Linked DNA regions of Mus musculus: regions 1, 2 and 3 are each linked to region 4. A link is a contact called in public Hi-C and HiChIP or PLAC-seq data. All regions are on one chromosome and are shown on one strand. The core of a region is the stretch at or near the end of the contact, and the rest is flanking DNA. Distances in the headings are between cores, read along the strand shown.

Evidence for each region. A called contact is a pair of places that touch in the nucleus more often than the background predicts. HiChIP or PLAC-seq counts read pairs in DNA pulled down with a chosen protein or histone mark.
Region 1: a contact with region 4 is called in an H3K27ac HiChIP or PLAC-seq map of extraembryonic endoderm stem cells, with 3 times the contacts expected there. The contact joins two enhancer-like sites. A contact is called at or near these places in 5 of 115 datasets of contacts at active chromatin or transcription factors (astrocytes, cardiomyocytes, embryonic basal ganglia and 2 more).
Region 2: a Hi-C map of extraembryonic endoderm stem cells shows a contact between it and region 4, with 1.8 times the contacts expected there. The contact joins two enhancer-like sites. A contact is called at or near these places in 4 of 39 promoter capture datasets (the 3T3-L1 cell line, 3T3-L1-derived adipocytes, hippocampal neurons and 1 more), 8 of 484 Hi-C or Micro-C datasets (the C2C12 cell line, the HL-1 cell line, cerebral cortex and 4 more), 4 of 115 datasets of contacts at active chromatin or transcription factors (astrocytes, embryonic basal ganglia and stem cell-derived neural progenitor cells) and 1 of 9 other capture datasets (embryonic stem cells).
Region 3: an H3K27ac HiChIP or PLAC-seq map of extraembryonic endoderm stem cells shows a contact between it and region 4, with 4 times the contacts expected there. The contact joins two enhancer-like sites. A contact is called at or near these places in 3 of 115 datasets of contacts at active chromatin or transcription factors (embryonic basal ganglia, extraembryonic endoderm stem cells and trophoblast stem cells).

The regions. Positions count from the first base shown.
Region 1 is chr8:118,375,279-118,381,442 of GRCm38.p6, reverse strand. The region is part of intron 1 of Cdh13 (cadherin 13); the gene reads right to left. Among named protein-coding and RNA genes, the nearest start is that of Gm51555, 44 kb to the right of the region's middle. Within about 2 kb of position 4,387, at least 29 of the 459 cell types and tissues checked have an H3K27ac peak or open chromatin away from gene starts, as enhancers often do. A contact at or near this core is called in extraembryonic endoderm stem cells, where this site is marked.
Region 2 is chr8:118,439,827-118,446,226 of GRCm38.p6, reverse strand. The region is part of intron 1 of Cdh13 (cadherin 13); the gene reads right to left. Among named protein-coding and RNA genes, the nearest start is that of Gm24035, 16 kb to the right of the region's middle. Within about 2 kb of position 1,371, at least 21 of the 459 cell types and tissues checked have an H3K27ac peak or open chromatin away from gene starts, as enhancers often do. A contact at or near this core is called in the HL-1 cell line and extraembryonic endoderm stem cells, where this site is marked.
Region 3 is chr8:118,346,642-118,353,517 of GRCm38.p6, reverse strand. All of the region lies in intron 1 of Cdh13 (cadherin 13), which reads right to left. Among named protein-coding and RNA genes, the nearest start is that of Gm51555, 16 kb to the right of the region's middle. Within about 2 kb of position 3,162, at least 31 of the 459 cell types and tissues checked have an H3K27ac peak or open chromatin away from gene starts, as enhancers often do. A contact at or near this core is called in extraembryonic endoderm stem cells, where this site is marked.
Region 4 is chr8:118,825,415-118,831,776 of GRCm38.p6, reverse strand. All of the region lies in intron 4 of Cdh13 (cadherin 13), which reads right to left. Among named protein-coding and RNA genes, the nearest start is that of Gm31893, 230 kb to the left of the region's middle. Within about 2 kb of position 1,341, at least 34 of the 459 cell types and tissues checked have an H3K27ac peak or open chromatin away from gene starts, as enhancers often do. A contact at or near this core is called in the HL-1 cell line and extraembryonic endoderm stem cells, where this site is marked.

The DNA.
Region 1 (6,164 bases), core at 3,138-5,637, 450 kb after region 4:
ACCTGAAGAGGAGTTTACAAAATCACCCCCCACCACCACCACCACCGAATATAACAGTTAAATCCCACTGGGCTAAGCTATGAATAAATTGTCCCCATTTAAAGGAATAAAGTGCTATATAATTTAAACCATACTAAAAATTGAGAGGAGGGTGACGTTATTTCAAAATAGTAGCCAATTTGGTTCACAGTATCTTCATATAAGGATACCAGTCTGTTTCTGAAAGGTGGGAAATAATTATGAAAAAAATGTTTTGCTAACCGCTTCTCAATTCATTTCTACAGTGAACTGGTTCATCTTATAGTTTTGAAAGGTCTGGGACATGGGTGGCCTGAAAGGGGACACGGAAATTATGGAGCTATCCACACTGCCTGCTGCTCAAGGGAGAGCAGAGAAAATATTCTGTGTTCCTGGATAATGTCAGTAGGAGCCAAGGGTGACAAGAGAGGGTGGAAGGCACTGCCTACGTCATGAAACATGAGTGCCGATTGCCGATTCCTACAGGTTGGACACGGACAGAAATGAGTGTATCCAAAGCCAAGGAAGGGGAGACGAGACCAAGCAAACAGTGGACACCCGCATGGAGCTGGGAACTGGAGCTTCGTACCATTATGCAGGGAGTGTTGGGCTGAGTGGCAAAGTGGAATTGTGGTTCCTAAAGAGCAGACCAACAAAAGAGTAGGAATTCCAGGCTGGCTGGCAGCTCAGCGGGAGAGCACTTTCTTAGCACGCTTGAGGCCCCAGTTCCAAAATTTACGTGGAAACACTGAAGACTGTATTTATCGGTGATTTTTATATTGCTCTGATAAAATGCCATGGCCAAAAGCAACTTAAAGACAGAAAGCATTTATTTTGCCTCTTGGTTCCAGAGAGAGATAGTGTCCGTGATAGTGGAAATGAGACTGTGAGGGAGTGGGGGCAGAGCTGGCTGGTAGTACTATCATCCGCACCCAGGAGAGAGAAAAAGAACAGGAAATGTAAGCTAGACTGCAAACCCTCCAAGCATGCGACCAGCCGCACACTTCCTCCGACAAAGGTTCTAAAGGTTCGTCATCTGCCCTAAACAGCCCCACTGATTGGAGAGCAAGTGACACATGAGCCTATGCGGGATATCTCTCATTCAAACCACCCAAACCCCTTACAAACTGAGCAACACTGAGCAGAAGGAATCCAGCCTGCGGTCCTAAGTTGTTCAGGCTGGCCTCAAACCTGCAATCCCCACACCTCGGGTCTCTTGAGTGCTGCCAGTATGATAGGCCTGGCTTAGGGCCCAATTCTAAATACTACTTCTTTTGATTAAATGAGGTGCGTGCCTCTAGTGTTCATCACACCCTGGGGTAAGGCTCCACCAAAGAAGGAGAAACAAAACAATGTTTCTAGATTCTAACCAGTCTCTTCCACTAGGAAAAAGGCAGAGAGCAAAACCATAGTGTGGCTGCCTGGGTGCCAAAACTCAGCAAGATTCATTTCCTATGCACTTCAGGTTTTTGCCTGAGCGACTCCCATTGGTTCTTGATTTCCTCCTGCGGGTTTTCCCAGGGCCAGACTGACCAGCTCCGCTGAATTCAAATGAGCAGAGAAACCTCTAAAGCTGGCTGGGGAGCACCAGTTGGGTTTTTCTCATTCTGTCAATCTCAAGGAAGTAGCCAAGCCAAGCATGTTGTAAGCAGAGCCTGTAAGTCTTTACTGGTTGCTGGAAACCCAAGTTAAAGAAGCAACTTGCTGAAGGGTCTTTCCCCACCTCCTGTGTGATCTCATGCACAGACACACATGCACACACACACACACACACACACACACGCACACGCACACATGCACGCACACACGCACACACACATACAGCAGCCCCCAGGCAAATAGCTTTCTCTGGCAGCATTGCGATGTTCAGCCCAGGAGGGGAGTTGATAAAATGTATTACTGAGCAGCAAGCAACATTGTGGTCTCAGGTTTCGTCAGATCATAGTGGGTAATGACGTTGGAGTCCATCTACACCTTCAATTTTACCCCACAGGGCTCATAGACACTCACAGGCACTGAGTCAAACCACACCTGGAGGCAGTTTAAGTCCTAAAATCTACACGCTCTCTTTCCCCATTACACACAACCCGGTCAGACTGGAGATAAATCATAAAGAACAATGTCTTGATTTGACCACTCTGGTAGCTGTGACAAAATCCAGCCCCACAGCAAGACTCAATGGCATCAAAACTCGTAAATGACCACACTGTTGCACGCCAAGTTTAGCAAGGCACTTGTCCCCCTGACCAGTCTATGAATAGCACAGTCACTGTTGGGACAGAGCCGCTGTATGACAAGGACTTACATGCCCTGTCTCCTGTGACAGGGCCTATCTCTGTCGCTAAAGCATCTGTGGCTGGAGTATTTGTGATAATACCACAGTTCATCTGCCCGGCGTGGAAAAAGATGAGAGCTGTCTGCAGATCACAGGTGTTGGATTCGATTTTGTTACAGAGATCGAATCCCTGGGAATTTTCTGTTTCTGCCTGCTTCCTTTGCAAAGTGCCTCTCTGGAGCACTCCTAGGTCATCGATAATATTTGAAAGGTCTTAAAATTCAGGGGCCTGGGAGAGAGATTAGCTGGCGAAGTGCTTGCTGGGCAAGCCTGGGGGCTAGAGGCTCACCCCAAGCACCCACAGAAGAAAGCCAAGCATGGTGGTATACGACCGGATACTGAAGAGGCACAGTGGGACTCACTGGTCTGCCAGTCTAGTTCATTTGGCAAGTCCGAGGTACTCAGAAAATAAAGTGGACACCGAAGACAGACCCCCGATTTCCACACAGCTATGTATACACATGCATCACATAATTATATACTCACATGAACATGTATACACATGTATGTGTGTGCATGCATGCACACATGCATATAGACTGGGGAATAGACTACTTTATACCACTTACTGGTCTGAAACAGCCTCCTCTGAGCTTGTGGGGGTACCCCCTGATGAGGCTTGCTTCAGCTGCCTTTACCCTCTATGTAATGGATACACTATGCAATGGGCAATTGAATATACCCTCAAGACCACACTTGAGTGAAGGGTCCAGGAATCCGGCTGCTGAGAGCACAGACATGGGCAGATCTTCATGACTATCCCTTTGGGGGCCACCTGGGCAGTGTTCCTTTTCCACCATAAGTATTAACACTGAAAGACACCCATGCAATGGCTGGTTACACTGGAGTGGGAAGGCCTGCCCACCTCAGATCATATCAGAACTTGTCTCAGGACCCAAGAAGCAGTGAAGGTAGCCAATTAATTGGCTATGTCCTAGATGAACTTCTCCCTCTGTCCATCCTGCTCTGTCCCCACTATTCAAAGCTCCTGATCGCCTCTGAACCCTATGTCCCCACTCAGAGTGGCTGCCACAGTCCACAGCAATCTCTAGGTTCCTGTGAGCCAGTTTGAGATTAGAACTCTGGCCTCCTCTGGAACACCACATCTCTTTTCTCTCTTCTAAGGCCTCCAGGCTGCCCTCCTGCCCAGCCTCCAACTTTCACCACCACCACCACCACCCCCAAGTCGCTGGCTTACTCTGCTCTGGCCATGTGCTGCACTTCTTCAACACAGGACACTTTTCATCGTGACTCTATCTCATTGGTTCTTCCTTCCGCCCAGAAAGCTCTCAAAAAATACTTCAGGCTTTGGCAGGGCAGAGGGGGCACCAAATATCTGTCACAACAGATTGACTGGCTTTTTTTTTTAAATAAAAATCTAATTTATTTATGTGTATGTTTTGCCAGCATAAAGGTATATGCACAACATGTCTTCTTGGAGCCCACAGAGGTCAGAAGAAGGCACCAGATCCCCTGGAACTGGATGGAGGTAAACCATCATGCGTAGGCTAAGAATCAAACCCAGGACTTCTGTAAGAGCAGCCAGTGCTTTTAACTGCAGTGTTCTCTCTCTCTCTCTCTCTCTCTCTCTCTCTCTCTCTCTCTCTCTCTCTCTCTCTCTCTCTCTCTCTCTCTCTCCCTCTCTCTCTCTCTCTCTCTCTCTCTCTCTCTCTCTCTGTGTGTGTGTGTGTGTGTGTGTGTATGTGTGTCTGTGTCTCTCTAGCTCCCAGCATTTTTTCATTTTAACACAAGGCAGCCACACGTGCTGTGTAACAAACAAAATGGACTGAGATGAGCTAATGGCGAGCCCTGTTTGTGATACAATCTATGATCCATACATCATCCATATCCATAGTTCATGGATAATTTGGCCACACTTGCCTAAATCAGGAGTGTCCGCCCTTCAGATGTTAGTATATAACTTTCTCCTCTACTAACACTTTGTTTTCCATTTAGAGCTACCCTGCTCACACCCCCAAACTCAGGTCCTCTGGCAGGCCTGGCAAACACATTGCTGACTTGAGTCAGCTCCCTGCCTCTGATACTCTATCTGAGTGAGTAAACAAGTCCCCAGCAGATCTAAAACTGCAGACTGCTTGTCAGCATGGCAACCAACATTGAGAGACGAGAATGTTGGCCAGCATGTAGATTAGAACATTCCTAGCCCGGGCATTCACCTGGCATGGGTAGCTAGCAAGCTGGCCATAGTTTCTCCAGCTGGGGTGAGAGGGATAAATCTCTCGCCAACAGACCTCTTTCTCCTCCACTCTTCTTCCTGTCTGACATCATTTACAGCAGCTTGAGAAATAGATTCATCCTGGCTGATCTTTAAAGAGGCAGTCAATACCAATATGAAAAATAATTACCATACCTGGAAAAAAAAAGTGGGCATTGATTTCGGCAGCTACAGGAGCCTCAAAACTGGATTTCAAGTACACAGTGGTACGGTAGAAGACGCTGATTGCTTGGCCTGATGAATTTAACTTTTGCTGGATCAAACTGAGGCTAGAACTTTAAAATATAGACGTCTTCTAAAAAAAAAAAATCAGCATCACAGTTTAACCCAGCTGCAAATCAATCGAGTGAGGACTACTTTGAAGAAACTGTATGAGGTTCAGGGGACACGGTGATAGGGAACGTGGACTGTCCCTCCTGATACTTGCATTCTTCTGATAAAAAGCCAGCACATAATTCATCCTTTAACTATAATTAAGGCAAATATTGCAAAAAAATGTGTTGTAGAGGGGACTGGCATGGTCTTGGGAAGTCAAGGGAGGCGCTCTGTAAGGAAATAACATTGAAGCTGTAAGTTGAAAAGGTTGTGGGAGGAGCAAGAATGAACAGTGCTCATTCCAAGGAAAGGCTGAAAACCTGAGGGCAGTGGTGTAAGTATTCATTTCAGAATATTACACACATACACACACACACACACACACACACACACACACACACACACATATATATGTGTGTGTGTGTGTGAATCTAGTAAAATACTTTAAAAAACTGACACTTGACAAAAAGTACCAGGCTCACTGCTAGACACATACAAAATGTATAATCCACATTTCCAATCTCTAAGACAAATACCATAACAGTGAAATATCTAATAGTCCCCGCTGAAAACTCTGGACATAGCCAGTTGACTTTTACAGGATGACATTGTTATTTTTTTTGCCAACTTCTTACACTTGTTGCCGATCTAAGATCATAGCTGGTGAAGAAACACAGCTCCCAGATCAGTGAGCCACTCTTTTTATTAAAGAGTTGTGTGTGTGTGTGTGTGTATGTGTGTGTATGTATGTATATATGTGTGTGTATGTGTGTGTATGTGTATGTATGTGTGTGTATGTGTATGTATGTGTGTGTATGTGTGTGTATGTGTGTATATTTGTGTATGTATGTGTGTATGTATTTGTGTGTGTATGTGTGTGTGTGTGTGTGTGTGTGTGTGTGTGTATGTGTGTGTGTATGTGTGCATGTGCGTGTATGTGCGTTTGGTGTCCATTGCGGACAGAGGAGAGTGCCAGATCCCCTGTGGCTGGGATTATAGGTGCTTGGGAGCTATCTGATGTGGGGCCTGGGAACTGAACTCAGGTTGTCTGTAAGAACAGAGGATGCTCTAAACCACGAAGCCAGCTCTCCATCCCCAAGACTGATGCTTAAATGCAGCAAGGATGCCACTCTGATTGTCAATGCTGCAGAGGCATCTCTCTGAATTATAACAATCTGAACACTGGGAGTATGCCTTTGGTTGTTTTGCGAGGAAGGGAACATGTACGATAGAACATATACTACACGGTGCACATTCTCG
Region 2 (6,400 bases), core at 122-2,621, 390 kb after region 4:
TTTATCAGAGCTGAAAGCGGGGGTTGGTGAGGAATGCAACCCACAACAGGAGGATGGTTCCCATACGTGGAACATGGTACAGTCAGTAAGAGCCACTTTCATGGCTCCACTTAAAACACAGACCTGTAGGAGACTTGGCCTGCAGTGTAATCACCAACAACAGTTGTCTCAGCTCACAGCTACTGGGAAGAGAAGGTGTCTCCTTACTGGGCAACAGCTAACTATTGTCTTAGTCTGGTCAATCATAGGGATAGAACAGACCCAAGGCCAGTCATCAGGGAGAACACTGAGAAGAATACAGTTTATCATACACAGTATTTATTATGTATTATTTATACACAGTATAAAGAAATCCCAGGATGGAGTTAAAAAGTGTGTGTGTATGTGTGTGCATGTGTTCATATGAATATAGACCTAGACATGGCATACACACATTATACATAAATATGCATGCACATATATGCTAATACATAAACACATTTAATACATGCTCACAAACATAAACAATAAACACAAAGATATATATACATACATACAAATATATTTATACATGTACATATACACATATGCACATATACACAAATACATAGATGTACATATACACATACACACACACACACATATATATATACACACACACACACACACAAATATACATATACATACATAAACATAGAGACTGTAGACTTGTAACTCTGTGCCCTTACAAATTTACCAGTAGATTTCATGTCTTTAACATTGAATTAAATCACCCTGCATGCCTAAGTCTAAATAACATTTTACCTTAACACGGAGGTAGTCAGTACCTCTTGGGTGGTAGGGGAGCTACCTTTAAAATCTAGATGAACATCGGTGTTGATGTGAGGTGGTGAGCAGGTCTCATTTCTTAAGGTCATTCAGACACACCAATAGACCCAGCCGGGTCTATTCAGATCACTGCCTAAGTGGTGTGACAAGAATTTCCCAAAATCTTGGGTTAGGTGTCATATCAATAATATCTGCCCTTGAACTGCATCAAGACCCAGTGACAACAGAGCCTGTTCTCTCTAGAGCTTTGTGTCATGGCACACAATGGCAATGCTTGTCCTGTGGCCATATCTGTCCTTGCTCCCATTGTCCTTTAGCCACCGTTGTCCCACTGGGCTTTGTATGGATGAGAATGTAAGGCCTGGGCTCTCTCAAGCCACTGTGGTATTGAGCAGTGGGTGGCACATCTCAGCCAACAACAGCTGGCACCTCCATTGTTTTCACCTCATGGGGAAAGCTACAGCATGTTATTCCAGAGACAAGTCGGTGTTTATCTCATCTGTACTTCGTGCAGCTTTCAAACCGAAATTTAAAACAATGGTCAATGACTCATGCTAACTACGTGGTCAAGAATCAGATCCACCACACCCTTGTTCTGGGTAAGGAAAGGTTGATGACGTCCTGTCCCCAGTGGCCACCCAGTCCTGGTGAAAAGAAAAAGATCCGCATTCAGCCTCTTGGGGTAGATGGCCCCCAGCACATGCAGACACAGCCATGTCAGAAACCTGGCATGCTTCTGTTACCCGTGGAAGGAGAGGGTGCCATACACCCCAGCTTTCCCCCTTTCCCCAGCCTGCTGCTGGATCCCCTCCAGCCTCATATAATGGTGACTAAATACGTGTCTCAGCAGGGAAGCTCCAGGAGACCTCTCAGCCGCAAAGGCAGAGTCTGTCCTAATACAGCCCGTTATCAAACATCTAAAGCACAAGTTCAGAATTTGTATCAGCCCAAGAATCCTAAGTGGACCTAAAGATCAAAGGATGGAAAGAAAATTCATAAGAAGGATCAACCCGGGGAAAGGTGCATTTCCACCGGAAGATGGCTTATCAGTCTCCCACACTGAGAGCATAGCTCCCAGAGTATGCAGCCTGGAACAGAAAACCTATCCTGTTGCTCCATGAACTACTAAATGTATGGGTTATTGTCTAAGAGGGTTTTACTGCTGTGAACAGACACCATGACCAAGGCAACTCTTATAAGGACGACATTTCACTGGAGCTGGCTTAGAGGTTCAGAGGTTCAGTCCATTATCATCAAGGCGGGAGCATGGCAGCATCCAGGCAGACATGGTGCAGGCAGAGCTGATAGTTTTCCATCTTCACCTAAAGGCTGCTAGTGGAAGACTGACTTCTCAGCAGCTAGGCTGAGGGTCTTAAAGCCCATACCCACAGTGACACACCTACTCCAACAAGGCCACACCTATTCCAATAAGGCCACACCTACTCCAACAAGGCCACACCTATTCCAACAAGGCCACACCTATTCCAACAAGGCCACACCTACTCCAACAAGGCCACACCTACTCCAACAAGGCCACACCTACTCCAACAAGGCCTTACCTATTCCAACAAGGGCATACCTCCTAATGGTGCCACTCCCTGGGCCAAGCATATACAAACCATCACAGTTACTCAAGAGTTCCCATCCTAAAATCAAGAGATCAGCCAAGAGCAGGGCATGGTAGAATAGACCTACAATCTCAGCACCTGGCAGGGAGTGGGGGAGGCAGGAGGATCATTAGAAGTTTGAGGCCAGCCTGGGCGACAGAGCAAAACCCTGTCTCAAAACCAAAAACAAAGAGAGTTGACCAGGAAATGGAATAGATTCCACACACTCCCTCCACCGGGCCACAGAGGGCAGTAGAGACTACAGTGCTGATGAACCCTGCCTCTCTCTCCATTCAGATGATTGAGGGCATTCATCTATTAGTTGAATTACACTGGGTATGCCTCTCTTCCGTCCTGGAACCTGGGCTTCCACTGTAAAAGGGGGGTGTGGGGTGTGCTTACCTCTTTCTCTGGGAGGCTGGGAGGACCAGGAAAAGGACACATGGCACACCAGACAGATAAAGCCACTGTGAGTTAACACCAGGAGGGCAAAACCTTTTGCATCTTTCTCAGATTCTGCATCCCAGAGCTCAAGAGCATTTTTGTTTGTTTGTTTGTTTGTTTGTTTGTTTTTTAAACTGTTAGACCCAGAGAAATGGCTCAACACGTAAAGGCACTGTCACAAAGCTTGGAGAACTAGGATCCCACCCTAAGACATGTGATAGAAGAACCAACTCCTGAAAACTGTCTTTTGAGCAATATATATATATATATATATATATATATATATTTTATATATGTCTTTTGAGCAATATATATATATATACATACACACACATATATATACACACACATACATACATATATATACATACACATACATACATACATTTATATACACATTTATGCATGCACACACACACATACACACACATGCTAAATGCACAAAGTAAATAGTAATACATTGAAATGTTTTATAAAAAAAATTATTCTGTGCCTAGACCTGGATTTGGTAACCACAGGACCCAGCCTGCTGCTGTCTTAGCTGGCTACAGAGTGTGTGAGCCAGGCAAATGGACATTGCAATCAGACACCAACAGATCACCAAGGAAAGACAGGGGCTGAGTTTCTGTACTCTGAGACCATCCCTGGCTTCTCTGTGGAATGGGATGAGAACTCTACTGTAGAGGAGACGGCATGGAGCACTCTGTAGCTATTATTTTTTAAGTCCTAAATCTTTCGGAAACAGATTGCTTTTGTGTCGATGCGGGCTGAGAGGAGTGGGTTTCCACTCTCTACGAGAAAAGACGCAGGCAGAGCGATCAACTTGGAAGAAACTAGAGTCAGGAAAAATTGGTTTGAATTATTCTACGGCTTAGATAAAATACCATAACTGCTTTGGAGTTCTGAGACATGGCGCCGAACAGGCTTCGAATTTACAAGTTGTTTGCAAAGATGTCACAACAGCACTGTTCCACTCAGTCAAAGAGAAATTAAGCCCCCGAGACAATACAACTTGCAAGAGTATTTTCTGAATGAACCAAATGTGTTGCACGTGGCTTGGACCAGACCTAGAAGCAACTCAATGGTTCACCAGTTTCCTGAAGAGCTTGCCTCTGGGGGTGAGGGGGAGAATTTGAAAGGATCTTCATTCCTAGATGCCCCAGGGGAAAGGAAAAGGAATAGAAAAGAAGAAAGTATTTTCTAGAACACAAGTGCAGCTGTTTGTTTGTTTCCGTCTTCACAATGCTGGTGAATGGTAGGAAGCATTTTTTTGTTACACTTATCTCCCTTTTCCTGTCTGGGTAATCTAAGGGGCTTCTAGCAAGGAGGTAGTCGTACTGCCACCCAGCAAAGCCTGGCCACCCAATCCAGCAAATGCTCCGACTTAAGGGCACTCGCTGCTGCCTCGGGCTGTCCCTTTCATTCTTGACTCAAGGGGAAACTAAACTGAGGGGCCCATCTTCCAGCCTAAACAGTTACCCTGAGATGCCTCCGAGTCTTCTATAGTTCCTCACAGGCCTTTCAACGCCTTGGGAAAGGGTCTGGGGAACAGCCTTGTTGATTCTGAGCATCTCAGTAGACAGGAGGGAAGAAGCTGAGCGGAATGGAATGAGAGATATCAGTGCTTGCTCGGTTACTATATTGGGTCTGAATATTTTTCCAGGGGTCTGACTTTTAAATGATGTGGCCTAGCAGGGGTTCACTGAACATGGGCAGACTGACACGGAAATAAGAATACTCATTTGGGAGAATGGCCTTTGCTACTTGAGGTACCAAGCTCAATTGGATAATGAAACACTGGGAACTCAGCAGGGTATTTTTTTCACCTAAATAAAGAACACTCAATTAAATTCTTTTTCATTTGGACAGGAGGGGTGGAACAGTTTTTTTTTTCCCCTTCCTTTTCTACACAAAGTATCTTCTTGGCTCTTGGCCCATAATTTCCCCCCTTCTTATTATTGCCTCTTGACTCCTCCTCATAGTGCACAGTGAGTGTCTTCACACCCTGCCTTCTCACAAGTTGATGGAAAGTTCCCCCATGTTGCTCTTGGAGATGCTCATTACCAAACGAACTGAGGAATGGCTTTGGCAGGCGATGCATTGGTGATGCTTCCAGTCGCTTCTGAGACCTCCATGCCATGGGCCACTTGCTTGGCTGCGTCTAAAATGTCTTAATGCTGCAAAGGTTGTATTTACAGCAGCCATCTGTGAATGACTCCATCAAGGGCTCACTCAAATCCAGAGTCAGAATGCCACCCTGCCCCATCTGGACCATAAAGACAGAGATTGTCTCGCTTACGAGTTCAATGCTGGGGTCCTTCCGAGCACATGGGAGCCCGGAAAGGCCGTAGGAACATGCTGTGTTTTACTTGTCGACCTCCTGAGGATGAGTTCGCAGTTCTGTCACATGGCCTATGTATAGTCAGGCGCTGGGCAAAGATTCCAAGCCTCATGGTCATCTGACCTGGGGGATGCATCTCTCTTTCTCGGAATGTGATATGAGGAACATGAGAAACAGATAAAAAGCTTCTGAGAACAAGGTTGTGCCTTTATTTATTATTTACATTATTTTAATATTGACAGAGCTGGGGACGGGGCCCGGGACCTCGCATATGCTCGGTAGGTAAGTTGTCCACCTCTGAACTACATCCCTAGCCCAAGAATGTATATTTAATTCACTTTGGTTCATGTGACTTGAATTCCAGCCTCTACTAGGCATTGACTTTGACACTGTGCTGACATACACAACATGACATTTATTCAGAAGCAGGCCAGTACAACCTGGGTACCACGGGCCACAAGAGCCTCAAAATGGCCATGAACCATTGCCCAGGACAAAAGTCATAAACGTACTTGAAACATTCTGAGATGTTTACGAGATTAAACATTTTCCAATGTGATAGTCCTTGAGTGTGAAGTCTGTAAATGACAATGGACTCATAAGGACCATGTAAACAAACAGCTTTCAGGAAATCTAAAAGCCCTCAGAATTGTATATAAGTTGAAGGTACCTACGGATAATAGACCAATGTATGTTTTTATCTTTATGAGATTCAAAGATGGATCTGAGGCACCTCCTCCCCTTGCCCGCCCATCGAAACACTATTGTTAGGCCAGTATCTTTATTCACTGTGGAATTCCAAGCACTGGAGAGTAGATGGCGAGCGAATAAGTGGTGAATGGTGAGCCACCCTTCAAACAATGATCACTTCCATGCTGGGAGGCAGACAGGCAACCCAGGCAACGGGGACTGGGTGATACCAGGACAAAGAAATCATCAAAGCTGAAACCACTGCTTGTCAGAAGTGAGGCCAGGAAACTGGGGACAGTTCCAAGCTGGACAGCGCATGTGAAGAGAAGGGCATATTTTATTGGCTAAAAGCTTAGCACTGATCCCACCCCAAAACAAAAAGTTTAAAGGGAGCACAGCCTCAAAATGCAGGAACCGTGACAACCACCCCTGGTGAATAGACACTGTTCTTTCTTCATACTTCAAGAGGTTTTGCATGACTGTTAATCTGCCAAAAAGCCCTATTTGAGAA
Region 3 (6,876 bases), core at 1,913-4,412, 480 kb after region 4:
GCAGCCTTAATGTTTCATTCTGTAACATGTATAATTCAAAGTCAGACTCGGAAAGACTGATGCTCAATCAAGGCATTCCCACCATGCTGGGGGCGGGGGAGAGGTGTGGGAGGCTCAGAGAGCCCACAACAGCCTGAGGATTGCTTGCATTCAGGGCTGCAAACTCCCAGCTCCCCAGCCCCACTCTCTTATTTGTCTGTTACTTGCGGTTTTAGTTTCAGAGTTTAGAAGCACTTGAGTTACATGGTCTACCGTTCTCAAGGCTCTTTTGACTAAGGCTGGGTGATGAGTTTTTTATTTGGAACATTGGCAAGGAGAGGGGGTGGGCGGGCATGAGAGGAGAAGAGAAAGTGGAGTGCCTTGGAAGAAAAACTAGAAACAGATAAAGAAAAAAAAAAGGAAGTCAAATGGAAACGTGTGTGTGTGTGTGAAAGCTTCTGGGATTTCTGAAACCATTGAATGCTAGACTAGTGGTCTACATCCTGAGTCAGGCTACATCTGCAGGGGGCCTCTGTACATGCTTGGTCATAAAAGGCTACCTTCTATGGCAGGTAGTTCTAATTGTCATCTTGACATAATCTAGAATTACCTAGGAAGACTCTCAATGAGTTATTGTCTAGACCAGGTAGCACTGTTGTCACATCTGTGGGTGATGACCTTCATTAAATTAAATAATTAAAGGATGTGGAAAGACCCACCCACTGTGGCAACAGCATTCCCTCTGCGTAGGTTCTGGGCTGTGTAATACAAACAAACAAACAGCTGAAGAGGAAAGCAAGCAGGCATGTATACATTTATTCTCTCTGCTCTTGGCTGTGTAAGCAACTAGCTGCTTCCAACTCCTGCCTTGACGTCTCCACAATGATAGACTGTAACCTGGACTTGTGGACAAGTAAACATGTCCTCTCGTAACATTGCGTCTATCACAGCAACATGAATGAAACATGAACATTTCCTGGTAAGAACCTGAGCAGAAATGGGCTGGGATGAGGAGCTGATTAAAGCAGACTCTTTGAAGGGGATACATGGAGCTGGGCTAGTGGGGTAAGTACTACAGTCTCTGGGATGCTATAGGCCAGACATGGGCATGGGCCACGGAGGAGGGAGACCAGCGACATGGGGATTGTGTGTGGAGGTGGGTGAGTTATCAGAAGAGGACAGAGAACCAGGTTCTGAGCTTCAGAGACAGAAGGCCCAAGGGGAAGGAAAGTAAGACTGGAGACAGGACTCTTAACGGGCCAAATGGGCATCGTTTGCTCTTTTATCAGCCGTTTCCTTGTTCTCTACAAAGCTCTAATGTGCTTGGAAACTGTACTCCCCCTGCCAGGTAGGGCTGACAACCCAATTTGTCTGACTTGAGAAAAGGGCATTTGAATACGGTTGTGCAATCTGAACATCCTCTCATTCATAGAAATTAGTCAGACATAAAAGTGAGCAAATAGCTAACCCAGTTCCTTCGAATTTTGATACCTTAAGCATGCTGGGAAGCAAGAACTCCCTCCCTACTGGGGAGTACAGAAGGCAGACACCACATCGTTACCGCACACTCATTCAGAACAGAGCCAGTAAGACTCCAGGTTCACCAAGAGTGGACTCACAACGACACTCCCTTACCAGGGCAACTCAAGGGCAATTCTGAGTTATCCACCTCTCTTTCTGTACTTGTTTTTGTGATGGTTAAATTTTAATCATGGGTCAGACACCATTCATAACCATATGGGAAGAGAGTTTCCATGACAGATTATTCACATTGAGTTGGCCTGTGGGCATGACTGTGAGGGATTGTATTAAGTTAATTGACGTGAGAACACCTAGCCCAGTGTGGGCAGTACTATTCCCTAGTCGCAGGGTCATAAACTCTATAAGAAAGGAAAAAGCAAGCAAGCAAGCAAGCAGGCAGGCTAGCATACATTTATTTCTCTTTGATGATAAAGTGTCTCTAACTTTCCTGAGTTCTTGACACTGTGGCTTCTCCACAATATGACCTGGAATTATAAGTTGAGTAAGGATGCCCTTTCTCACCCTGAGCTGTATTTTGTCACAGAAACAAGCATGAGACTAAAATGCTACTACATGATTAAACCATGATGCATGTGAAACACTGGCAAGATCCATGAAGAAGGAACTCTTAGGCATATACTTGGTCTAAGAGATGGTCTTAGACATATACTAAGCTAAAGAGGAGGGTAAGAACACTGGTAGTTTTTCCAGGGGTCTTGAGATCAATCCCCAGCAACCATATGGTGACTCATGACCATCTGCAATGAGATCTGGTGTCCTCTCCTGATGCACAGGCATACATGTAGGCAGAAAATTGTATACCTAACAAATAAATAAGTCTTAATAAAATAACAAAGAAAAATAAATATACTCAGTAAATATATATGGGAAAAGAAATATATCACAAATACTAAAGGTCTTAGCCAAGGATGCAATCAAAGAGGACACATCCAGCATGCTCTCCCCTAAATGAGAGTTTTTAAGCCATAGCAGGAGTTATAAGATGAGGAAAGAAATCAGAGCAAAGAGACTATATAGTTCATCTACAACAAAGAGGAGCCAGGCCCTGAGGGGACTCAGTTAAGGGCTTGTTGTGCAAGTCTAAGATTCTGTGAGTAATACACAGAACCCCCTTAAGACAGCTGGGTATAGTGGAATGGTGCTTATAACATTAGTGCTAGGGAGGTAGATATGGGCACATTGCCAGGGCTTGCTGGTCAACCAGTCTACCTGAACTGAGACTCAGGCAGTGAAGTCAGTGAGAGAGACCGTCTCAAAACAAAAACAAAAACAAGCAACAAATAGTAGATAGCATCCTGTGATTGTCTTCTATCTGCCCCCACCTCCACACACACCACCACCACCACCACCATCACCACCACCTCCACAACAAGAACAACAGAAAGACCTTTGAACTAGGGCAATGTTCACACGAGTGAAAGAGAGATGTGGTTGCCATGTACTTCAGACATAGGGTCAGGAGGATTTATCAGCTCACAGGTTATCAAGGAAAAGGAAGAAATAAAAAAGTACTCAGATTTTCTAACTTTGGAGGTTGAATGGGGCTGGTAATGCCATTAGCTGGGAGGAGAGGGGAAAACAAACAGGAAGAGGCAATGACTCAGAGACAATGAGTCTCTGCTGGGCCACACAGGGCTGAGGCTGCCCACGAAGCTACAGGATGGAGATGCCCGGGACTAGGGAGGGGCAGCATTTGCTTGTACACAGCCTTATATGGACGTCTTGAACACTAGAATAGCGTTACAAATTGAATCGATATGGATGGTCACTATTTGTGGGGTTGGGAGGCAGCGGGGCTTGGACATTGGGACGTCATAACTGAAGGCAATTAAATGCTGTCAGCAGCTGCCCTGCAGGAGATCTTGCAGGACAAAGAGAAGACTCAAAACAAGGTGAAGAACCACTCCTAGGGCAGGACTTGCGGTCTCTGAGCCTTTGAGAGGATTAGATATGGCCCACATTCCAGACCATTAGTCCCCAGGGAAAGGGCAGCCAGGATTCTCTGACATCACATATGAAGGGCAGTCCTCATGTGGCCCTGACTCTCAGCTTGTTTTTCAGAGTTCTATCTTATGGCTCGCTCTGTGCACGGAAGAAGTTCCGGGTCCCAATGATTGAGAAAGTGTGGCACACTCCAGTGAGGGCTGGGGAGATGGGTTGGGTGGTGAGGTGCTTGCTGGCTAAGCACAAAGACCTGAGTTTGATCCCCAGAACCCACCCGATGAAAATTCAGCTGTAATGTCAATCTTACCGTCTTGGTACCGAGGAGGCAGAAACAGGTAGATCCCTGGGGCTCACTGCCCAGCCTGCCACACCTATTTGGTAAATTCCAGGCCAATGAAAGATCCTGGCTCCAAAGAACCAAGTGGATAGAACAATATCAGAAGCTGACCGGCCTCCACAGAAGCACACGTGTGTGAACACACGCATGCACACACATACACACACACACACACACGCACATGTACATACACACACACACACATACACATACACACACACACACACACACACATGCACATACACACACCCACACACATACACACACACACACATACACATACACATACACACATACACACACACCTGTGCACTATTTCTTCAGTACACAATTTATCTCCTCTTTTTTAACCTCACTGCTCCCAGTTTATTCAGTTGTATTTCCCTTTGAACTCATAATGCCACGCCCGTTTGTTACTACCCATAACAAGCCATAACTAATGTGCATAAGCTACTCTGCACGTCAGCCTAGGAAAGACTGCCCTGAGACAAATTTCTACAGTAAGCCAACTGTTCCACAAGCCAGTCTTAGCTTGAGAGTAGATCAACAAAACTCCCTGGAAGCATAGGCATGTGGGGTCAGCTAACGGGTGGAGTCATTTTAAATAAATCTCTTTTCACAGGACTCCTGAGGCTCCTGCTAGCATCACTCTTGTGAGGCTATATGAACCACCTCAGATTAGATGGTCTCCTCCTGACAGCTGAGTGACATTTGACACAGACAGGTGACCATCTCAATATCTTGTCTCAGTTGCTCAAGTGCATTGTCTGACTCCAGGAGAAGAACGGTGACGAAGGCTGTGCTTGTGGACTTAAGTCCAAGGGTGTGTCATGTTTAGAGATAAGTGTGATCCCAGTTAGACTTACGTTAAACACGGCGTCTAAAAAGGTCTTTATAGAAAAGGTTACTGTGAGGGTTGCTGTAAGGCCCACAGAAAGGGCAGCCATGCTGAGGCAGGGGAACCTGGGATGGGGCTTGAGGAAGCACTATTTTGCTGTCTGCCTTGCTTTGGATGCTCTTGAAATTAGCCTCCAATCAACCCAGGTTGAGCCAGAATTAGCATAATGTGTCGCCTCACCAACTGTGTTTGAATGCTTCTTCTTCATTCCACTAGTCCTCAGGGAAGCTCAACCCCAGGGGCAAGGGAGACAGAGAGCTGGCAGGAACGGCATGGGTGAGCATCTATACCCTCCCAGGCTGGACCCAGGTTCATCCAAACACTTCACCTCTTTGAAGGTGGAACAATGGTTGTCAGTTCCCTCTGCCCTTCAGCAACCAGGCTATGGAGTGGAGCAAACCAAATGGCAAGTGGCAGGTGTCCTATTGTCAACGGGACATTATTTGGAGTGCAAACATTTTCCTTTCAAGCCATCAACTGACAACCTATGACTCAGAGCCATCCCAGTTTTGTATAGCCTGCAAACAAAGGATGTTTATAAGGGATTGTTAAAGACAGCGCAATGTATAGTAAGAAGGGGAGAAAAAATAGAGACAAGGAAGAAGAAGGTAGGCTAGGGTAGGCATGGGGTCTGCAAAGCCTGGTACATTTACTATCTGTCCCTTTTCAGGAAAAGGTTTGCAGATCCATCTTAAGTCCCCCGCAAAGCCCTTTGCTCTCCTGTAAGGAATTGCAAGCACTACCTAATTCTTCATGTCTGTCTGTGCTTACTTAGCATCCCTGCTGACAGATGCTGAGCTAAAGGACCTTGCAAGTAGCCTCAAAAGCACCTGCAGGCCTGGGTTTGTCCCTTTTGCACCTCTTCACTTGCTCTGAGAATGTGTACATGGCCAAGAGATTCGACTATAATCTGATAGAGGTGGGGCAAAGCCCAGCTCCCCAGTTATCACTGTCAAGACCACATAGGGCAAAAACTGTCATCTGACTATCGGAAAAGTGAGGAAGCTCAACCAAGATCAAGCTACCCACCTGATGGTTGGCCTCACACCCATGGGCAAGAAGCCTCACCTGGTAGATGCTCACCCAAATCTATGTGTTTCCGTTCCCCCAGCACAGACAGAGGTCTTCAAGAGACATGGAGTTGTTTACTCAGTCTTGACTCAAAAGCAGGCCATAGCTCTCAGTTTTGCTTTTAGATGCAAACAGCAAATAGACACTGGCTGGGTCCATTGACTCCACATTGTAGAGTAGAATACAAAGACCAGAGAAAATAACAGCTTGAAATTTCAATTTTTACCCATGCTTCTGTCTTCTGTATCATGGGCATGGCATTACTCTGCTGACTACAGCTACTGGAACCTACTTGTACAAGCCCAACCCTACAATCTCCATCTACCCACTAATCCACCTATACATACAGTCATGCTTGCATGCCTACATACCTATACCTAGCCACAGACATCCACTCACACCCATCAAGTAATTATTTATAGTTCCCATGTATCATGCACACAGTCCAGCCCTCGGTGGACCATCTATGGAGTTTATCGTGTCTTCCATTCCTATTCCATATGGCAGACTGGATATTTCCATTCCTATTCAGTATGGCAGACTGGTTAAGCCCTTAACCTTATTACAATGTATTCTTCATAATAGAATATAGATGTCTTATATTTAAACTGCTTGGGTATGTTTAGAATGAATGGTGAAAAACTTAAACATATATACAAATATCCATACCCAAATATGGGCATATATATATATAAATGACCCCTTTAAAGGTAAGATGAGGAGGACAATATGGAATGGGTGTGACAAGTCTTCTCTCTATACTCGGACATCTGCAGCACCCAGGAACATATTGTCAACGTTGCCCAGGTGACTTTCAGTGGGAACAGAGGCACACAATTCTTTGATGACAGACCTTTCTGAGACTCCGAGAAAGCCTTTGCATGTCTCTCTGGCTGAAAAGCAAGTGGTGTGAACTCACACCGTGGTTTAGATGACGTCAACAGGTTTTCTGACACTCCTCCCTTCAATGAGTGGAAGCGAATTGTTCTTTACCCCTTCAGAACGGTGCCACCCCCAGTGACCAGCTCCCCATGTCTGGAAGGTGACTCCGTAACTGGGAGAGATACGCTGGCTCCTACCTTGCCTTCCCCTCTGGGATGCTTTG
Region 4 (6,362 bases), core at 92-2,591:
TAGTGAGCGTGAGAACAGAAAGCTCAGGCTCCCCAGATCGCTGTGTGAGGACGGGAGAGGAGTGGTGAGCCCTGCTGGCCTCATCTCAGCCATCTTAGTGTGGACTGAGCTTGTGGCTCTGTGGCAGGGTTCTTGTTTGACAGTCCCTTTGGACTCCATGGGAGACGAAGCAAACAGAAGGGACAGCATCAGCACTGTGGGGCAGACAGCTTCCCAGGGGCCTTGCTTTATATTTTGACACTGACTTCTGTAATCCAAGCAGCCTGTGTGTCAGCCTCACTTTCCAAAGATGGAGGCGGAACCTTAACTAGTAGAGCAGGGTTTTCAGGCAAAGCTGTCCATCAGATCTGAGACCTGCTGGACCTCAGGCTGAATGCTTCCCTTTGGCCCTCCCCGGTTCTGGTGTGGGGGCCGACCCTGATCTAAGCTAGAGGGGCAGATCTAACACTAAATCGATGCTGTGATGTAAAAGAGAGCACGGATATGCTCTGCGTGTGAGCAGCACTCTTGCACACGTGGACTGCTCGGAGTGAGGGGCAGGGCCTGTCTGCTTTGCCTTGAAACACAGTGCCTGTGCTTTCCCATCCTACAGAGAACACAGGCTCTACATGGAAAGAGTGGGCTTCCCTCCCAGTTCAGAGGAGGGGAATCAAGCCCTCTGTGCATCATCCATTGGAGGTGGGGTTCAGAGCATCGGGCTCAAGCTTCAGGTTCAAGTTCTTATTCATACCTCGATTATCCACTTTCGGAGAAACCGTCACTAAATCTCTCTAAGCCTCAGCTCTCTCTGATGTGAGGAGGGCCTGGTACCCACAGGAGACTTGCTAGGGGGACTAGGGTGAGCAGTGCAAGGGGAGAGCTGCCATTGAGGACACCCTGTCACCTGCCATTCAGCACAGGTTCTGCACCTCCCTGGATGCTGGCAATACTGTTCGCAGTATTATCTGCAGATGCACACACCCTCACTCCGCCGGGGGGGGGGGGGGGGGGGAGCCAGACAGCCACAGAGTGCCTGCTGTCTCTCTCTCTCTCTTCCTCCTGATCCTCTCCCTCCTCACCCCCTCCCTATTTCTTCCCCACCCCATGACAGGGGCTCAGATGATCTCTAGTTCTCATTCTCCTGTCTCAGCATCCCCCAAGCACTTGGATTTCATGCATATACTAGCACACCAGCGTCTTTCTTCAGTTTCACTGAAGTGGTTTCTGTGGTTTGGGGATGAAGACAATTATACCATGGAAACTGCAAATAAAACCACATCCCCACCTCTGAGATACGCTTGCCTGTGAGTCATGTGTAACAATTGTTCCCCTCAGATCCCTGGGCACGTGCCTGGGCATGCCTCCTTGATATACACAGCTCAGGCTACCTAAAGTAAGGGAACAGTCAGCCCCCACGCCCAACTCCCTGAATCTAAGACTGCAGGAGGCTTCGTGACCACACACACACACACACACACACACACACACACACACACACACACACACACTTGCAGCTCAACCCTCCCCCTTAGAGATAGCAGCGTGGAGTCGCTAGTTCTACGCTCACGAAGGTGGCTGTGGCTAAGGAGACCTTGATCCTGTTCCTTTGCGCCACCCGGATTTATGTTTCTTCTTTGGACTCAGCTCTGGGGAAATTACTTTTCTCCAAGTGTGATGTCTCTTTTATGTGGGAGATGGGCGGGGACTGGGGGAAGCAGCATCCGTTACCTATCATCCTGTGATAACATCTAGAAGTGAGAAAACACACACTGGCATCATTCAGAGAACCCTTCCAAAGGTGGCAACTCCTCAGCTCAGGGCTGACATCCCTTGTCCCTTTATTTGCCCGGCCCCAATCCTCTATAGAGACGATTTCACCATGGCTCCTAACACGTAGCAGACATGGCTGGATGGACTGTCAGTGTTGAAGAATACCACTGTGCATGTGAGGCAGCCACTCTGCATTTGTGAATGCTAATCCCCAAGATCAGACTCTGAGGAGACTCTCTGGGAGGGCAGAAGGCAGAGAAGTTTCTAGAAAGAGTGCCCAGCAGCAGGATACAGGTCATGCCTGGCGACCCATGAACTTTCCTTTGGGTCCATCCTCATGTCTCCTCACTGTCCTCACACTGTCCTCACACTGTCCTCACACTGTCCCCTCACTGTCCTCACACTGTCCCCTTTCACCCCACCCCTCATCATGTTCCCCTCAACTCCCACCATCAGATAAACCTAAGACATGAGCAGTGGCATTCTTACGTTGATTTTGCCCACTGGGGAAATTGAGGCACAGAGGTTAAGGATTTGGTCCAAGCTCTTATAAATTTGCATCATCAGCAGCTGACAGAGAAAATAACAAACTTCTTGAAGTTGATGTGCACAGCAGCAGCTCTGGTTACCTACACATGATCAGCACAAGAAACAGTTAACACTGCAGCAGGCATGGGTGGGGGGAGGGGTTGGAGTTCCACTCTTGGCTGTGGATCTATTGGCAGCTTATAGCACCTGAGGGAGGGAATCGCCTTCTTTTCTGGATATGACCACTGGTAGGTTCCTCATGGCCCAGTATGAGCCACACATTTAATCTTTAAAATTTATGTGTATTTGTGGATGCAGTTGTGCATGTGTGTGTAATACCTACAGAGGTTAGAAGAGGGTGTCAGATCCCCTAGAGCTGGAGTCACAGGCAGTCGTGAGCCACCCAGTGTGGGTACTGAGAGTACCTACATTGCTGCAAGAACAATAAGTGTCTCTCAACTGCTGAGCCGCCTCTCCAGATCCTGACTCAGGGGGTTCTTAACAATAGAAAGAAATAAATAAAAAGAGTACCTAGCATGACTTTGGTAGGGAACTGGGATGGGGACACTTACTGGGTATTGTCAGGAGGTGACATATATGGTCAATGTGCATTATATAAATGCATGAAATGCAAAGAATAAAAAATGTTATTAAAAAGCCAACTCACGTGATAGATTATGTTGCTTACACAGGGGGCTGAGCCCTGACAAGCAGTCACATCTTATGACCCTTCCTTAAGCGGTATGAGGTAGAATCTTGTTTCTATCTTCCAAGTCCAAACCCAAGGCTTAGGCAGGCTAAGAGACTCCCCAGCGGACACTTAGATATGCGTGTCCTTTGAACTTTTGTCCTAAGTCACTACATTAAATAGTCAGATCGACGGTCTACAAGAATTTAACCAAATAAGCATATCTCTAGCCCAAAGCCTGCCCTCTAGGTGACCAAAACGAGCAAGCCGAGAAATGGTCAAGCCGCTTGTTCTGGCCAACTTAGTAAATTACACAGGAACAAAGGGGGATTCAATCAATTGCTTAGCAATTAGCCATTATGAAAAGATACAGAGAAAAATCCAATGGGCTGTTTGGTGGAGCAGGAAGCATTTTAAATGTCACCACAGTGAGAGAAATATTTGAAGATCTGTCTTCATAATGGTTAACTAATTGCAATCTTCAAATTTTATTGCCTTGGAAAAATAACTCAATTCCAGAGATAGAACATTAACACTTGGGGACATTTCTCTCTTTTCTTTGTTAGCATGGAAGAGAAGTACATAAGTGGATGAATCTCAGTAATTTAAAGGGACTGCTTCCCAACTAATGATCAGGAACCCCATGGGCAGCATTGACTGTCAGTGACCATGTTACTACCCAGCAACCTGCGGCAACTTGTGGTAGGTGTTTCTGTCATAGGGAATCGCAATGGCAAAGAGACATTGGGATCTCTCTCTCCAAATGCCAAGTTCTGTTTAATGAAATTCCAGTGCTGCATAGACAGCTACACCCTGGCAGAACCATGGAGACTGGTAACTACACATTTACATAGTAAGCCCCGCCCCCTTCTTGTACTAGTCCTGCCTGTTGAGTGAGGATAGCAAGAGACAAGTCCAACTGTTCTCATTTTTCACCCACAGGGGAATGAACTTCAGGACAAATGGAACCTAGTGGCTTCAGGAATGGGTGTTTGTCAAACCGTCTCCCCGGGGCAAAGTCTGACGTAGCTGGTGATGAAGAGGTTCTTGCCTGGATAGTCAAGGGCTAGGAGGATGCTGTTTGTGACCACACAGGGAAAAAAATCCCATTGATGGTGGAATGGAATTCAGCCAAAGAAGACTACAAACAGCCTCAGGCTGGATCTAGCTGCTTTGAAGCCACCTGCAGCCTTGGATGTCCTGAGAGTAGGATACAGTGCATGCCTGGCCCTGACTTCAGCTGTCTGAGTGGGTTTCTGTCACTCACGAGTTCCATGAGAATCACTTCTCAGCTACTCAGTTATTTTACCCCAGTTTCTTAATATCGGGGCAACCACAAGAAGGCCACTGGGGATAGAAGTTTGGAAGGAGACTAACTCACAGTTAAAACTTGGATGTAAAACCCCAAAAGCACGGAGAAGGGATTGGGAAAGGAACTCTGATATTCTGATCAAAGGGGCAATTGCTGGCCAGAGACTGAGGACCTGGGTCACAGCTAAGTGCTTGGCATATTTAGAGGTCACAGTTAGGAATCCACTGTGTCCTAAAGGCACATGCAAATTCAAAAGAAAAAAGAAAAGAAAAGAAGAGAAGAGAAGAGAAGAGACGAGACGAGACGAGACGAGACGAGACGAGACGAGACGAGACGAGAAGAGAAGAGAAGAGAAGAGAAGAGAAGAGAAGAGAAGAGAAGAGAAGAGGGAGTGCTCTGACTTATATTCGTATGCCACAAAGCAAAGAAGTCTGTAAATGTGTTTTGTTGAAATTGGGATGCTTTCAGAGTATGTTAGACACAGCTCATTTCTCAAGAACTGTGAACTCACCGTGCCCACATGACTAACCTAGGATGGATAAATGCCAATGAACCCTGTCCATGTCTAAAATCTGTCCAATGCCAGAAGTACAGCTTTGCATTTGGCTTCAGTTTGATTTCACCTCCTTCTGGCCCAAGGTCTTGGTCAGCAAAGTAAAAAAAAAACCTAGGCACAAGAAACAAGAGAACGAAGAGAAGGCAGAGTGGAGTGGCAAGCGGCTGAAAGAGGCACAATAAAGCGTAATAATTGATGATAAAACTTTACGGGAGGTCATTAATCCTAACCACTTCAATTTCCAAAAGGAAAGATTCATTGTCTTTTTAAATAGACAAAATTTGAGTTTATGGGGAAATTTAATAATATTCATGCTTATGTAATAAGAGACTCTAAGAGACTTAAATTTCCAGTGGCTTTGGAGTAGAGGCAGGATGCTAAAGAAGGAGGCAGGTTGAGAGGAGCCAGGCTGAAGGCCAAAGCCTGGCATGGGTGTTAAGCAGTGTTCTGAGCTTTAGGGTTTCACCTGGAGAGAGGCAAGTGATGGAGAGACTGGAATTCAGCAAGTGAAGCCTGTTCAAACCCAAACTACCAGATCCAGGGAGGTTCTGTCTCCCTTCTGATCCTTCTATCCACACTGGCTCTGAGCCGAGCTCTGTTACTTCCCGAGTGACTGTGGTGTCCCCCCCCACCCCCCCAACCCCCATTCTCTGTGCATCAGAGGGGACCAATGATGACAGGAGCCATAACATGCCTGTCATCCCTAACTGCATGCACATCTGGGGCTTTGTTTCTTAGTTGAAAGGTCAAAGTCATGGCCACCTTCAAGGCTCTTCATGACCTGCCATGCCTCTCTGTCTCCTATCTCTCTCTTGCCTGGTCTGATCCAGCCACACCGATCTCCTTGCAGTTTCCAGAACACTCTAGACAGGCACCTTCCTCTCCCCTGCCAGGCTGACTCCTTGGATAGAGGCACTCTGTGCCTCCCTTGCCAATTCTTGGTAAGGATCTCTCTTTCCTCATTTAGCCCCAGCTCCACCCCCACCCCTGCAGTCCATCCAGACCCCCTCCCTACCCAATGTCTCACCTTCATCCCAAACTCCAGCCTGCCATCCTCACCATCCTCTGTTACATTAACCATCACAGCAACTAGCATCACCTAGATTTTATCAGCGATTGACGTAGGGTGCTCTCTTGTAGGCAGGAAGCAGTGTGTTCTGCAATTGACCGTGTGCACTGAATCTGCAGCAGCAGTTCTCCTCGTGTGTGGGAAGAATGGTCACCTTGCTTCCTACATCACTTCATCTTGAGCCACACATCGGGAACAGATTTACCTGGGCTCTTCAAAGAGCAACCTGTAGAGATTTCCTGGCCAGTGTACGTCCGCTAAGCCCTCGGCTTCAAGATGAACTGGGTCCAGGTTCTTAAGCAAGGTCTGCCAGCCTGGCCAGGCATAGCCACCTTTGCCTCAAGTTATGGTTTCCTAACTGTCAGCAGGGCTAATGTAACCTGCTCCGGTTGGCATTTTGGGAATACTCAAGAAGAGACATTGCAACTGGAGCCATTAATGCTCATAATTAGTATATGTC